Linked DNA regions of Mus musculus: all the other regions are linked to region 1. The links are chromatin contacts, called in public Hi-C and Micro-C maps. All regions are on one chromosome and are shown on one strand. Each heading gives the region's core, a stretch centred on a gene start, on an enhancer-like site or on the middle of the called end of the contact. The rest is flanking DNA. Distances are from core to core; before and after follow the strand shown. Region 1 holds the start of Scnn1g (sodium channel, nonvoltage-gated 1 gamma). Region 2 overlaps Hs3st2 (heparan sulfate (glucosamine) 3-O-sulfotransferase 2). Region 3 overlaps Cog7 (component of oligomeric golgi complex 7). Region 4 overlaps Scnn1b (sodium channel, nonvoltage-gated 1 beta). Region 5 holds the start of Scnn1b (sodium channel, nonvoltage-gated 1 beta).

Region 1 (2,642 bases), core at 68-2,567:
AGAGGACCAGCCAGTCATGCGAGAGGAGACTCCAGAATGTTCACATAAATATTTCAACTCTAAGGCAAAACAAGATTGTAGCTCTACTAGATTATGGGCCTTGATTCAACCCGGTGCTGTTAGAGGACTTTGAAGCTGATACGCTCAGAACTCATCTCAAAGGTTAGCTCACAGAATGCGCTCTACAGTCTTCCCAGGTAGATATCATCATTTCCCTATTACACAAATGAAACAGAGACACACAGATAGACTAAGTAGCTTGCCCAAGGTCATAATAGAAAGTGTCCGGGCTAGGATTTGAACCCAAGAACACATACTAGTTGTGTTATTGCTTAAATAATGATAGTGGTTTCAGGCGACAGCTGCTGCAGAATGATGGCAGACGTCAGTTACAGCTACACCGTGCCCAGGGTTCCTATTCCAACATTTGCACCTAATTTAATTCTCACTACAGACTAAATGAGGTGTTATTACTATCCCCATCCCACAGAGATGCAAATGGAGGTGTAAAGAAGTTAGGTAATCTGCCCAAGGCCACACAGTATGAAAGAACGAACGAATTCTTCGAAATTCCAGGTCCCCGTTTTTCTTCCTGACACTTCTCTATTCCCTCACCTGCCCCCGAACCTTGCCTCTGTCCCTGTCAGGAAACTGAAGCTTGGCGAGGAGTGACAGTTTGCAAGGCTCTGTTCATCCTAGAACTTGGGCACAAAAGCCTGGGTTCGGGCAATGTTTTGATTCCCGCCATGCCACGGTGCTATTCGGAAATAGGTTGAACCTCCGAAGCCAGGACTCAAGGCCCTGGGACCGAGCTACCCCCACTGACTCGCTGCAGTCTGGGAAGCGACCTGGCGCGTAGTTTTGCGGCAAAAGCCGTCTGCTTCGTGCCAGCTATCGCAACGCTGCAGTCAAGGGCTCCACTTTCAATCAGCCCGCTTCAAGTGCTTGATTCTTTCTGCAGCAGGCACCTCTAAAGAAAAACTTTCCCGCGACTGAAAGAACAGTCGCTGTCAAACGCATGCTCTTCAAGTGGGGTGAGCTAGGCAGAGAAGATCCGAGATGCGCTCCTCCCACGCACACCGGCTCAGAAACGCCTGTCGCTCAGCTCTTGTATCACAAGCCAAGCTCTGGATGTCTCAGCATCCCGCCACCCGTGGACAGAATAATCTTTTTCTTGGAAGCCACCACGCCCTGTGGCTGCTCACGTACCTGGAACCCCGGAATCGAACTGACCCGACGCGGCTGGGCTTACCTTTCTGAACTGAAGGGTCACGGCTGGCCTGTGTACAGTCTGGAGACGCTCCTCTTCTTCTGGCCTCATAAAGCCAAGCATCTCCAAGTGGCACGGCCAGGAGCGCCAGTGGGTCAGGCTCAGACCCCGCCCCTAGAGTTTCCTCCCCACTCAAACTCCGCCCACACCTGCCCAGGTGTTTTCCCCGGGCCACCCCCGACTTGTCTTAGCCCGGAGAAGGCCGCGACCCCGCAGTGCCATCTGCTGTCCAGAGTCAGCTCCGCGCCTCAACCCGGGCTGCGCTGCTTCTCGTGGTGGCACCGTGCAAGCTTGCTGCCTCCCAGAGGCCACTCTGCAACCTGCATTCCCGCTGGGTCACAGCCCCAGAGTACTTTGTAGAGTCACCTCATTTGCCTCATTCTGACCCAGGTCGCAGGAGGTCTCTTATCTCAGTTCCAGAAGACATTCCACACAGCCTCTTATCCCTCACCCTTCCGACCTGGTCAGGATACGCAGTTGCTTCGGCATCATCTAGAGTTCTGCTGTGGGCAACAGGAGCTATTTAAACAGATCATTTATTCTTTGGGCCTGTCATTGTCTTTCCATAGGGACTCACACAAATTGACTATTAAAAATAAGTTTAGACCGCTGAAACTGTGAGGGATCCAAGATAGGTATTCAAGTTGTAATCCCCTTGAGCTGGGAAGAAACATGGCCCCACAAAAGACAGCGTGTCACTAAGTATTCAAACATTTTAGACATAAACGTGTTCATATCCACCTACAGACCTTGTTAAAACGCAGGTTCTTGAGTTGAGGATGTAGCTCAGTTGGTAGAGTGCTTGTTTAACATAACCAAAGTCCTGGGGTTGATCCCCACTATCATATAAACTGGATGTGGTGGCTCACGCTTACTGTGCTAGATCTGGGGTTGAGGGTGAGACAAGAGGCTCAGAAGCACGAGACCTTCCTCAGCTACATAGCGAATTTGAGTCCAGCCTGTGCTCTATTTCATCAGGGGGGCATGGGTCTCAGACGTCTGGACCTCTGGCTTCCCATGAGATGCCTCTTTTGCCTGACCAAAGATCACAACTTTTGGTGGGTAGAAACATGTCAAGCATTATTGACCATCAACGTAAAGAAAAAAATCCCCTAAAATCCCTAAGCAGTATTTCTTGCAATCAATGCTCACGGTGAAGAATTAACAAAGCAATCCACCTCCCTCCCTAAATAAGTTAGTAGAATCATTGTGCTGGCTAGTTTGTTGCTAACATGAGTTAACATGTTAACTCGGTGGAAGAGTTTCAGAAAATGCCTCCACAAGATTTTCCTGTAGGCAAGCCTGTGGTGTATTTTCTTGGTTGATGACTGATGGGGGAGGGTCCAGCTCACTGTGGGTGGTGCCATCCCTG
Region 2 (2,642 bases), core at 105-2,604, 250 kb after region 1:
GTCCTCAATCTTGCTTAGTAAGCCTTTTACCTGGGGAGTCATCTCCCAGACTTATGATATATAAATGGTGACAAATTTTAACAAGGGTGTGAAGAAGGAAAGTTTTCTTGACAAGGTAAGAGCACAAACCAATGCACCTCTAGGAAGGCAGTTAGACATTGCCTACAATGTCTAAAATGCACATCGTCTGGACATGGCCATTGTCCTTCTAGACATTTAACTACACAAACATGTAAAGACTTGTGCAGGGGGTACGGATGCTCACTGCTGCAATTGTGGTAGAGGTGGAGAGGCATTCAACAGAGATCCCTTCTCTTCTTCTCTGGGGACCTCCTCCCTCCTGTGACCCTACTTGTACTGTTCTCACAGTTCCAAAGGATTATAGTTCTCCTTACCACACCCAACTGAGGGCCATGGCTGGGTCTTGACAGGAAGAACAAGTGGGGATGAGATGCATTGCTTCAAGGCCAAGGTGAGCGTACAATGGACCCATCCTGTTCCCTGTCTTTTCTAGTGCAGGAGACTCTGTAGCTCTAGAACAGAGCAAGTTCGACAAGTACAAGGAAGAGTGGGGACCTCGTACAACTAGGAAATGCCTTCCCTGAGTGGCTGTGAGCCAGGACAAGCATTTTTGTTTGTTGCTTTGTTTAATTATTATTGTAATAGCAAGCATGAACATAACTACCACCCATTATACGTAAAAGATAGAGACTAGGAACAAACCCTGTGGCCATTAGTAGGATGTGGTTAAATAAGCTCTAACAAGGCTCTGCTATAGATTATAAAGCGGCTGTTAAAAGCAAGAAAGATCTATTTAAAGACACACTCGGAAGAGAGTCCAGGGCGTGTTGTTAAGTGGGAGAGGTGAGTTGCAGTCAGGTTAACGTTTTTTTTTTTTGCGTTGCAAATCCACACACATATGCTGGAGTGTATATGCGTGTGTCTCTTCTGAAAGGATGCACAGGTGTCCTTAGCAGGGCTTAGGTTTGGAGAATGACCTTGGGTTTGGAGAATGACCTTGGGAGATCTGCAGCGGATGGTGTTGTGCATCCTGGGAATTAATTTTCACCTTTAGTTTGATGTGTTTATGGACTTGCCTCTTTTCTTGACCATGAGCATGTGTTCTCGGTCATTAAGAAACTAGAGCTTATTAAAAGCTATTTGTAAAGGCCTCCATTGATATTATTTAGGAGGACAAATGCCTGCACTGCACACTGAGGGAAGGAAGGTTGTTTGGAGTGGCTGAAGTGTGGGTGGGTGGCGAGGACATGGCAGGCATCCTTCCTCTAGATGCTGGCCCGGATAGGAGGCTGAGGGACCGTGGGTGTTAAGTGTTTTTGCGAGTGCTTGAGCAGCCCTAGATGTTTCCTGGCAACTGGACCTCAATTTCTCAGGCTCCATCTGTGGCTGAGCTTGGGGACACTAGCTGAAGGTAACTGCATATCTGCCTGTCTCCTCCGGGTTTATCTTCTTCCTCTTCCCTCTGTCCTTCGTCCTGGGTTAAGCCAGTAAAATCTCTGTGAGGATTCACCAATACACAAACACAGTAGGTGTCAGGAAGGAGCCCAAGTGTCTGCATATCTATCTGGCTCTACCTGGAAGCTGACTTGCCAGGCCGTGCTATTGGAGCAGCCGGGTGTCAAGGAGGCAGACCTAATAATACTGGTGCAAGGTATGCATTTGATGAAGGCTTCCTATAGTCAGCAGTTGAGTAACTGATGTCAGGTAAGGAATTATGCATGATTAGAATTAGTAAAAACATCAGCTAGGATTTAAGTCAGAGCCATTCTGTTCCCTGGCTTCTGTGACATTCCTATCAGCTTCCTCACCAGCAACAGGTGGATGGCTCAGACTTCCTGTGCTGCCCTGAAGTCTAAGCCAGGTAAACAGGTGAGAGCCTGTATCAATCATAAAATGCCACACCCATCCTTGAATGGGCTTCCTGTTTTCTATTGGGTTTCCCTGATTGCATTCAAGTCTCTTTGGGGAGCCTGATGCCTGCTTTCTCTCCTCATAGAGTAGTCCTCCATGGCTGCTGTTCTTTCCAGCTGAGGATCTTGATCCAGAGTTGAATGCTTCTGCTTCCTCCTGTTAGTCACACTCTTCCTCATCCCGGTGCCTCTGATTGCCAGCCCATCTCCTCGCTCTAGTGTGTGTGTTTTGTTTTATTTTGTTTATTTTGTTTTCAGACAGGGCCCTGTGTAAGCCCTGCTGGCCCCAGACTCATTACACAGTGATGGCTTTGAATTTCTGATCCTCGTGGCTCCACCCCCTGAGTGCTGGGATTACAGGCACATGGCACCACAAGTTTTTCAAGGCCTGGGATCAAACCGGGTAAGCATTCTACCCATTGAGCCACAATCTCAGCCGCTTTCAACTTTAGTCTTGGTTTAATTCTCCCTTATATAGCATCGGGAGTGTCTACCCACTCCTTACTCCCTAAAATGTTTCTTCTTGGCTTTGGGCACACATGCTCCCGAGCCCTATGCCTATGCCTATTCCATAGGAATTTCTCCAGGACTTTGTTTCTCTTGTGTGATACTTTCCAATGGTGTCAGCATCCAGGAAACAAGAGTTCATGTGGCAGTGATGCTTCTAACTGGCGCTGAGGGGTCATTATCCTCTTTGTGGTTGCCATGAGC
Region 3 (2,642 bases), core at 78-2,577, 210 kb before region 1:
AGGGAAAGTTTAGTCATACTTTTGTCAGAAGGATAAGGAAGAAGTACAGGGCTGGATCCTCTGACCAGTGCGCCTGAGGCGTGAGAGTCCTGGGGGCAACGTGTTCCAGTGTTTATGTAATGACTTTGGACCAGACTTGGCCCCCCGCCCCGCCTCTGTTTCTGTCCCCACAATTCTTTCCGTCTCTACTCCACCACTTTCCCATCTATCATGTGAGTGCTTTTGTTTTTATACCCACTGTCTACTTAGTGCTGCCAGTATATGCCATTTACTTGTGCATGGGTAGTCTCTTGGGGGCTGCATCTCTGAAGAAACCGGCGGCCCTCCCTCTCCCAGCAGCCCTCAGTTGCCAACAGCTCCTCAGCTAGGGGTAGCAGGTGTCTGCTACCTCTGGCTCTTGCAGCCTTTCCATGTCCTCTTCTCCGATGGCCCCGGGTCTTGGGTGGAGTGTGATAGAGCTGTTTCATTCAGAGCTGAGCACCTCACAGTCTCTTACTCTTTACACATTGACCGTGAGTCTCTGTGTTAATCTCCATCTACACTAAAAAGAACTTCTGCAGTGAGGACTGAGAGATGTACTAACCCATGTGTTTAAAGATGATAGTTTAGAGGACAGTTTATTGCTCTGTCCATTTAGTTGAGTGACAATATTAGGTTTATCCTAGAACCTGTGCCCTAGCCAACCACAGTTTTTTGCCTTTGCTAACAGTACAAGGCAGTACATGAGTTCCATCTTATGGATCAGGTCTTAAACCCACTTAGAAAGTGCTTGATTGTCCCCATAATACTCATGTAGCTGTAACAGAGTGGGCTATCTTGCTCTGGACACTATACGCTATCAAATAAAAACAACAAACAAACAAACAACCAAACCCAGCAGTGTTTGGTATGGGCTGTGTCTTTTTGAGTTCTTTGTCAGTGGAGTACCACAGACTCCTCCAAACAATACAAATTATTACCGTTGCTCTTAGTCGCTCTTTAAAACAGTGAGACTCCACTGCTGAGAGCACCATACATTTGAATCAGCACATGGAGAAACCAAGCTGGTTCCAGCTGGGGAGCTTCGGCTCTCCTGGAGACTTTCACAGTTCTGGAAGGTGCCGGGTGGGCGCACTACCTGGGGTGTGGGAAGAGAGACAGTCAACAGTCTTGCCCAGCTGTGAACTTGATGAGCTGCGAATAAATTGTGGTGTTCTCCAGGGACCTCCCCGTGGTAATTTGTTTCTTCATGAAGTTGCCCTGCGTTTCCAGACTCCTTTACTGAACTGAATGCTGTTTTGCTTAGGATATTAGGGAGCTCTTGTCATTCCAGAAATACCAGGCTCGCCCTTGTGAGCCCAGTGTTCTTGGCTGTGGCCATCAACCACACCCTGGGCAACCCTGTTGAGGCTGTGAGGGTTAAAGGTTTGTCCACATGAACCCAGGTGTGCTTTTGGAAAGAGAAACATTAATAGTGAGTGTAGTATTTACTTATTTTTATTTTTTAGGCTTATTTATTTTGTGTGTATGAATGTTTTGCCTCTGTGTGTGTGTGTATGTATGGATGGATTTATTTATTTATTTTGTTTTTTTGAGACAGGATTTTCCTGTGTAGCTTTGGCTGTCCTGGAACTCACTATGTAGACCAGGCTGACCTTGATTGCATGTCTGCTTGTCCATGGAGGTCAGGAAGCGGCATTGGATTTTCAGGAACTGCAGCTACAGATGGTTGTGAGCTACCATGGAGGTGCTGTGCTTTTAATCACTGAGCAACCAAGTTTCCAGTGCCTCCTTCCATCCCCCTCTTTTTTTTTTTTTTTTAAATCTCTTTTTTTGACCTGCAGCCACCAGGATTTTGTGGGTGGAAAGCTTTTTTTTTTTTTTTTTTTTTTTTTTTTTTTTAAGATCTAAACTCAAGTATGCCTTTAGACATAGTTCTCCCCAGTATAAAATGTAAAAGTATACCTCCCTTCTATCAGCTTTTAGTCCTTTCCACAAAAGTAGCATGCTGGAACACTTTGGTTTAGATTTTCTGATTCTTGGCAAACAAGTAAGACTTTATCAACTTTTTTTTTTTTTTGAGACAGGGTTTCTCTGTGTTTCTCTGTGTAGTCCTGGCTGTCATGGAACTCACTCCTCACTCTGTAGACCAGGCTGGCCTCGAACTCAGAAATCCGCCTGCCTCTGCCTCCCAAGTACTGGGATTAAAGGCATGCACCACCACCACACGGCCTTTATCAACTTGTAATCCATTATCTGTCACCTCTCCACAGATGAGGCCTGGTACTGACATCGAATGCTCTCTCTCTAGCTCTTACCCCTCTGAGCTCTGACCAGACTTACTTTTCTTCTGTTGTTTTTATGATTGCAAAATAATTCACATTTATATTAAAAATTACTGTATACGAAAGAATATGGGGCAATGAGGTCATTGTCACTAGAATTTGGATATTACTGATATTACTGAGTTTATAATGCAGTTGAGACTACTTTTGTCAGGGTTCAAGTGGGTGAGCTCCCTCCCGCTGTCGGGGGAGAGCAAGGCTTGGAGCAGGGTAGGGAGGATGGGGCCTGACTTGCGCTCTGGCCCTGCACACTAAGCTGGCCCACAGATGGCTGTGGGAACGTGGTTTCACAGTGGTGGCAAGCATCCCATGCTGGAG
Region 4 (2,642 bases), core at 69-2,568, 160 kb before region 1:
GATTTAAAGGCATGCACCACAATGCTCTACTAATTTTACAGTCTTACCAGGAAAAGACATATATAGTTCATAAAACTCAAGATATTAACGATTTGACCTTTTATAGAAAAATGTTGCCATTGCCCTACTTTGTGGTTCAGCTACTCAACAGCTGCACCTTCAGAGAGGAAAGATTTATTTGAGCTTACAGTTTCAGAGGGCTCCAGTCCATCACAGAGGTCCACTATATCCAGTCCACAGCAGGAGTGATGTAGCTAGAGTGTGTAGCTCAGCTTCTCCCATCACGGTGGACCAAAGAGCAGGGTGGAAAGCTAAGGTGGGGTAGCCAGCTGGAACCCACTGTGGTGAGTGGCTTGGACTACGAGGTAACACCCCATCAGGGTTCCATCCTCCCCAGTAGCATCACCAGCAGGGGCAAGTGTTCTTGGCTTCAGAGTGTGAGCCTGTGGGGCATCTCAGAGTCACACCACGACACCGTGTCATACCTATGTGCTTGCAGCAAATACAAAAGGACCCTTAACAGGAGGGTTTTCTGTAAATGTTTTATGTTGGATACTACAAATAACAGCTCAATGGCTTCTGAGTCATCTGTCATTCATCGGTCACCACCAGGTCTGCTGAGTCCCCGAAGCATTTCTGTCTGGTTTGTGTGACGTTTAACAGCGCACAAACTGAACTGACTTTTGTCACTGAAATCACTGTAGCCTCAGCCTGAGAAGTGCCGTGAGCACTCAGTGGACAATATATGTGTGAAATAACAAGTTCGAAGCAACAAGACCCCCCCAACCATTCAAAAATATGTTATTTGGGGAGCTATTTAAAACCCTCTTGGCAAGGATGCTCTTAATCTCTGTACTTGGGAGGTAAAGGCAGGCAGGTCTCTGTGAGTCCAAGGTCTACACAGCAAATCTCAGAGCAGGCCCGGCAACTTAGTGAGAACATGACTCAAAATAGAAAATGTAAAATATCATAGCCCACGCATGTGGCTCAGTGGTGGAATACTCGCTTAGCATGTGCGAGGCTCTGGGTTTAACTCCTGAGAGTGAGGAGAAGCTTAAGGTAAGAGAGGCTCACCTTCCCATTGTCTCTCATTGGCTGAAGCACCTGCTGTCCAAGGACACAAGATGTGCCCAAATGCCTCCAAGGCATTTTTCTCATGTGTCTGTGTGTTTGCATGCCATCCTCGCAAGAATGCTGGCCCAGATAATAATTAGGCCCATTTCTCAGAGAAGGTAATGAGAACACAGAGGGGTGTGCGCATAGTCTCAGTGAGTCAGAGCAGCTCTGGAAATAGAAACCAGCCATCGCTCACCCACAGGCTCAGAGGACACCTGACACCTTGCACCTGTTCCCGTGGGCGTCGGGGAAGTAACAAATGTAGCAATAGGCGGCTGCCTCTGTGGGCACACACATGCGCCTCCTTCACTCAAGGCTGCAGTGTGCCAATGTCTCAGTGTTCTCTCCGAGAGCCAAGCTCAGCACTTACAGGTGGAAAAGAGAGCAAAGGTGGCTTCTTGCATTGCCTTCTGGGAGGGGAGGCTCGCAGGCTGCAGTTGAGCTGAGTTGAGTTGAGTGTACAGTTAAGTAAGAGGGAGAGTGCTCACATGACAGCCAGCGGTAGCCCAGTGTTCCAGAAGCAGAGGCAGGAGGATTACTACTTTGAGGTGGATTACTAGTTTGCAGTCAGTTGTAGAGTACTTGCCTTCCATGGATTTGGTGGTGTGTGTGTGTGTGTGTGTGTGTGTGTGTGTGTGTGTGTGTAGAGATAGCGAGCCCACTGGCATCTCTTGGCTCGTGTTCATCCATCAATGTACATTGCCTCTTTTGGTTCCCACTCTTGCTTTCTCTCTATTGTCTTTCTGTGGTGCAGGGAATGACACCCTGAGTCTTGGCCATGCCAGGCAGGCTGTGTAGCCCTGAGCTCTGCCCCTACCCTTCCCTGTGTAGTGACTGTGGCTTGTGCTATTTCATTCTCTGTGTACTATGATGGTGGAGAAACCCAGCAAGTGCTGGCACAGGAGCACTTTAACTGATACTCATCCCAGCTCTGGAATGCTAACATGTGTGGCAATGACATGCTGATGTCACTCTCTGTCCTCTGTGACAGGTCATGGACGGACAGGTTCCTCTTCTCTCTGGAAGTACGGGAGCAATGGCTACATTTATGAGTGACATGGGAATATCCTTTGGACTCAATGTCCAACATTTGGGATGGCCTCTGGGTGGCATTGCTCTTGAGGGACATGTCATTGGTGTTCTTTGGTCTCATCCAGTGATGGGGCGATGGTGGAGTCACCCTCTTATTCTTCATGACAGGGGGCACCATCAGAGGGCATCAGAGATTTCAATTCATGGCATGTCATTCCATGTTATGACAGCTGTCCCTATCCAGAAACAAAGGGTACAATTGGAACCCAGTTATGGGTGATTCTTCTGCACCCTTAGAGAAGGGCTCAGTCCGTGATAAAAATGGGTTTAAGGGCTGGAGAGATGGCTCAGCCATTAAAGGCTAGTCTCAAAACCAAAAATGGGTTTAGATCTTGAATATACCACAAAAGCCACATGTTGAAGGCTTGGTGTCTAGCCTGTGGTGTAATGGAGAAATGGCAGCACCTTGAGGAGGTGGGGCTCACTGGAAGGAA
Region 5 (2,642 bases), core at 58-2,557, 130 kb before region 1:
TGCTCGATGAAAAAGAAGGGACCTTGGTGCCCCAAATTCATATCCTGTGAAGTTAGTTGAGAACAAAGAACAAGAATTTGAAAACTGACCCTGAAATGGAAATTTATAAGTTAGCACCATGTCTATGCAGCAACATAGATGGTTCTAGAAGGAGTAAGTGGGGATAGGGGTAAGCCACCATTACCCAATGGTATGCATGGATCATACAATTAGCATTACATATCTGCCCACCACATTACTATTTCACACATTTCCTATGGGCTTGTATATATGACTGTACAGGTGTGGAGAAAGGTCTAGAAGAAATACTCCATTTGAAGATGGCAGTTACCTTTAGGGAACAGATACATCGGACTCCATAGGTTTAAGAAAGAGGAAGAGCTGGCCCTTCTCTATTTGCTTGCTGGCAGATGTCACATTATGGAACTTTCTAGATCCTCATCCAGGGACCACATCAGACTGGGCTGTTCCAAGACCCTTGCTGATGGAGATTTCTTGTGCGTGGGGAAAGCTCTGCAGCTGTCTTCCTGAACCCCGCGCCTCTGTTTCTCCCCCTTTGTTCTGCTCTCTGTCCCTCATGTCCTGTGTTCAGCACATCTATGCTATTTGACATTGTCTAGACATTAACTTTGTTCTAAAAATCCCGGAATGGTGGAGAGACAGCACAGGTTGGGACTTGGATCTGGGCTCCTCCCCAGCACTGCCTCTTACAATGGTGTTCTCCAGAGATGGCTGGCTTGTGCGCATCCTTCCTCCCCCTCCCTGATACTCAATTTCCATTCTGTGAGGGGGACCCCGCCCCCCGCTGCCCGCCCCCGCCCCCCCCCCTCCAGCACATTCCGCGGGTATTGCCTGGCGGCGACGAGGGATGCTCAAAAGTTTTGCTATTGTCACCTTTTGAACTACAGCTCACCCCGCCCACTCCGCATGAGGACTTGACCACAGCCCTTCCTTCCCTCCAGCAGCGACAGAAGTGCGACCCTCGCTGGATATCTCATTGAGCGTTCGTTGAGCGAGTCTTTCCCCTGTCTTCCTGCGTCCCTAGCAGGTCCAGTCCCACTGTCCCCGCAGTAGCAAGCATGGTGGTGGCCAGATACCCTACGCCCTCCTGTGGGAAACTGAGGCTAGGTAGCCGGCTCTCAGTCGCTGTCGGGGACGGAACTGCGGTCATTGCCCGGGTGCGCGCGCGCGGAGGTCGCTGTCATACCTGTTTAGGAAGCTGCTCCAGTGTGAGGTGATGGCAGCTAAGGTGGTGGCGTCCGAGTGGCTGTGGAGCTGGGTCACCTGTAGAGCCCGGGACGCTGTAGGCGGAGGGAGAGCGGAGGGCGGGGACCTACCGGGAGGGCTTGCGGGAGGAGCCTGCCTTCCTGGGTTAGTCAGGGCTACCTGCACCGTCCAGCTCCCAGGCCACTTTGTTCCAGTTGACAGGCTCCAGGTCAGTATCCTCTGCAGTCCCCCCAGGCCACTTCTCACCTCCCAGTCCCAGTCTCTATACAGGGTTGTGGGGAGGCAACGACAGGGGATTCCATATTCTACATTTGGTGCAGAAAAGCCTTCCTCCGTGTATCCTCACACCACAACCAGCATAAACCACACATGCTGGAGTATCACAGCATGTGTGTGGAGCATCACACACACTGTGACACATCACCTTACAGCCTTATTCTACTGATGCAGTGATTTCACTTTACAAATTGGGGATTTCAGGGAAGCTCTGCTGTTGGTCTTCTCAGAACATTCTTGCTCATGGCTGATCATGAGATATAACCCCACCTCTGTGGTAGATAACTACAGGCCACCTGGAAGTCTGGGAAGGAGGCTCCTTCCCAGTGAGCCTACCCACTCCACTTACAGTAACTTTAAGTCATCACTGTTACTCCTAGGCTAGGGGCTGAACATGGCTTATCTTTTCCAAGCTGAAATTGAGCCTGCATTTTAAAAGGAGTGTAGGTGGCACTTTAATTAGGAGACCCCTCAGGAATAGGGTCACTCATCTACTCAGTTAACAGATTAACTCATCTATGTGGCCAATGGATTAATGGTCATCTCGCCTTTGCAGGTAACTTGACTAGATCTTCCAGGAGCACCGAACGTGGCTCTAGGGCTCTGCCCACAAGGAGGACATTACCAGGTGCAGGACCTAGTGACCTTGGTCCAGAGCTGCAAGTCAAAAAACACACTTCTTTTGAACATATCCAGTATTGTGGCATTTATGATAGAGAACAGACTAAGGACACCTGTATGTGTCAGTCCCCTCTCTTCCCTCCGCCATCTCTCCTCAGGTCAGAGCTACCCTGGTGTCCATTCGGCTTTCTTTTCTGTAACCATGGTTTCATTTCCTGTGTATCTTTCCACAGATGCTTCTAAGATATGAGTTCTTGAAGATTGCATCACAGGCAACTATTGTACTTTTAAAAATCACTGAAGACCCCAGAGTCTTTATTTACATGGGCATCCTAGCTTGTTTCCTAGGCTGTGATAAATATCACACACAACACCGACTTGAGTGACGAAAGAGTTTATCTCATTTTGCACACTCCAGCCCCACTCAAAAGAAGCCAAGGTAGGGAGTAATCAACCCTGGAAGTCAGAGCTGAAGCAGAGGCTGTGGGAGGCCAATGCTTACTGACTTGTGCCCCATG

The links. A called contact is a pair of places that touch in the nucleus more often than the background predicts.
Region 2: a Hi-C map of cerebral cortex shows a contact between it and region 1, with 6 times the contacts expected there. The contact joins the enhancer-like site here to the promoter of Scnn1g in region 1. A contact is called at or near these places in 2 of 39 promoter capture datasets (the HPC-7 cell line and HPC-7-derived erythroid cells), 7 of 484 Hi-C or Micro-C datasets (the Ba/F3 cell line, the HPC-7 cell line, the N1E-115 cell line and 3 more) and 1 of 9 other capture datasets (adipose tissue).
Region 3: a Hi-C map of cerebellum shows a contact between it and region 1, with 4 times the contacts expected there. The contact joins the enhancer-like site here to the promoter of Scnn1g in region 1. A contact is called at or near these places in 14 of 39 promoter capture datasets (the 3T3-L1 cell line, 3T3-L1-derived adipocytes, the C10 cell line and 6 more), 3 of 15 datasets of contacts at CTCF or cohesin (the NIH/3T3 cell line, embryonic stem cells and hippocampal excitatory neurons), 37 of 484 Hi-C or Micro-C datasets (the C3H10T1/2 cell line, CD4 T cells, CD8 T cells and 25 more), 16 of 115 datasets of contacts at active chromatin or transcription factors (T-cell acute lymphoblastic leukemia, craniofacial prominence, differentiating embryonic stem cells and 9 more) and 3 of 9 other capture datasets (adipose tissue, embryonic stem cells and pancreatic islet).
Region 4: a Hi-C map of cerebral cortex shows a contact between it and region 1, with 4 times the contacts expected there. The contact joins the enhancer-like site here to the promoter of Scnn1g in region 1. A contact is called at or near these places in 6 of 39 promoter capture datasets (cranial neural crest, embryonic stem cells, epiblast stem cells and 1 more), 2 of 15 datasets of contacts at CTCF or cohesin (embryonic stem cells and pro-B cells), 15 of 484 Hi-C or Micro-C datasets (the HL-1 cell line, the N1E-115 cell line, cerebellar granule neurons and 7 more), 6 of 115 datasets of contacts at active chromatin or transcription factors (craniofacial prominence, embryonic stem cells, forebrain and 2 more) and 3 of 9 other capture datasets (adipose tissue, embryonic stem cells and pancreatic islet).
Region 5: a contact with region 1 is called in a Micro-C map of embryonic stem cells, with 3 times the contacts expected there. The contact joins the promoter of Scnn1b here to the promoter of Scnn1g in region 1. A contact is called at or near these places in 1 of 39 promoter capture datasets (embryonic stem cells), 8 of 484 Hi-C or Micro-C datasets (the AtT-20 cell line, the N1E-115 cell line, Sertoli cells and 5 more), 2 of 115 datasets of contacts at active chromatin or transcription factors (both in embryonic stem cells) and 3 of 9 other capture datasets (adipose tissue, macrophages and pancreatic islet).

Annotation. Positions count from the first base shown.
Region 1 is chr7:121,733,154-121,735,795 of GRCm38.p6, reverse strand. Scnn1g (sodium channel, nonvoltage-gated 1 gamma) reads right to left here and starts at 1,317. Exons shown (of 13, transcript NM_011326.3): 1 at 1,253-1,317.
Region 2 is chr7:121,486,188-121,488,829 of GRCm38.p6, reverse strand. All of the region lies in intron 1 of Hs3st2 (heparan sulfate (glucosamine) 3-O-sulfotransferase 2), which reads right to left. Among named protein-coding and RNA genes, the nearest start is that of Gm39081, 52 kb to the left of the region's middle. Within about 2 kb of position 1,354, at least 13 of the 459 cell types and tissues checked have an H3K27ac peak or open chromatin away from gene starts, as enhancers often do. A contact at or near this core is called in cerebral cortex and cortical neurons, where this site is marked.
Region 3 is chr7:121,946,381-121,949,022 of GRCm38.p6, reverse strand. All of the region lies in intron 9 of Cog7 (component of oligomeric golgi complex 7), which reads left to right. Among named protein-coding and RNA genes, the nearest start is that of Cog7, 34 kb to the left of the region's middle. Within about 2 kb of position 1,327, at least 5 of the 459 cell types and tissues checked have an H3K27ac peak or open chromatin away from gene starts, as enhancers often do. A contact at or near this core is called in cerebellar granule neurons and cerebellum, where this site is marked.
Region 4 is chr7:121,889,532-121,892,173 of GRCm38.p6, reverse strand. The region is part of intron 1 of Scnn1b (sodium channel, nonvoltage-gated 1 beta); the gene reads right to left. Among named protein-coding and RNA genes, the nearest start is that of Scnn1b, 26 kb to the right of the region's middle. Within about 2 kb of position 1,318, at least 18 of the 459 cell types and tissues checked have an H3K27ac peak or open chromatin away from gene starts, as enhancers often do. A contact at or near this core is called in cerebral cortex, myocytes and pancreatic islet, where this site is marked.
Region 5 is chr7:121,863,703-121,866,344 of GRCm38.p6, reverse strand. It overlaps Scnn1b (sodium channel, nonvoltage-gated 1 beta), which reads right to left and starts at 1,307. Exons shown (of 13, transcript NM_011325.2): 1 at 1,208-1,307.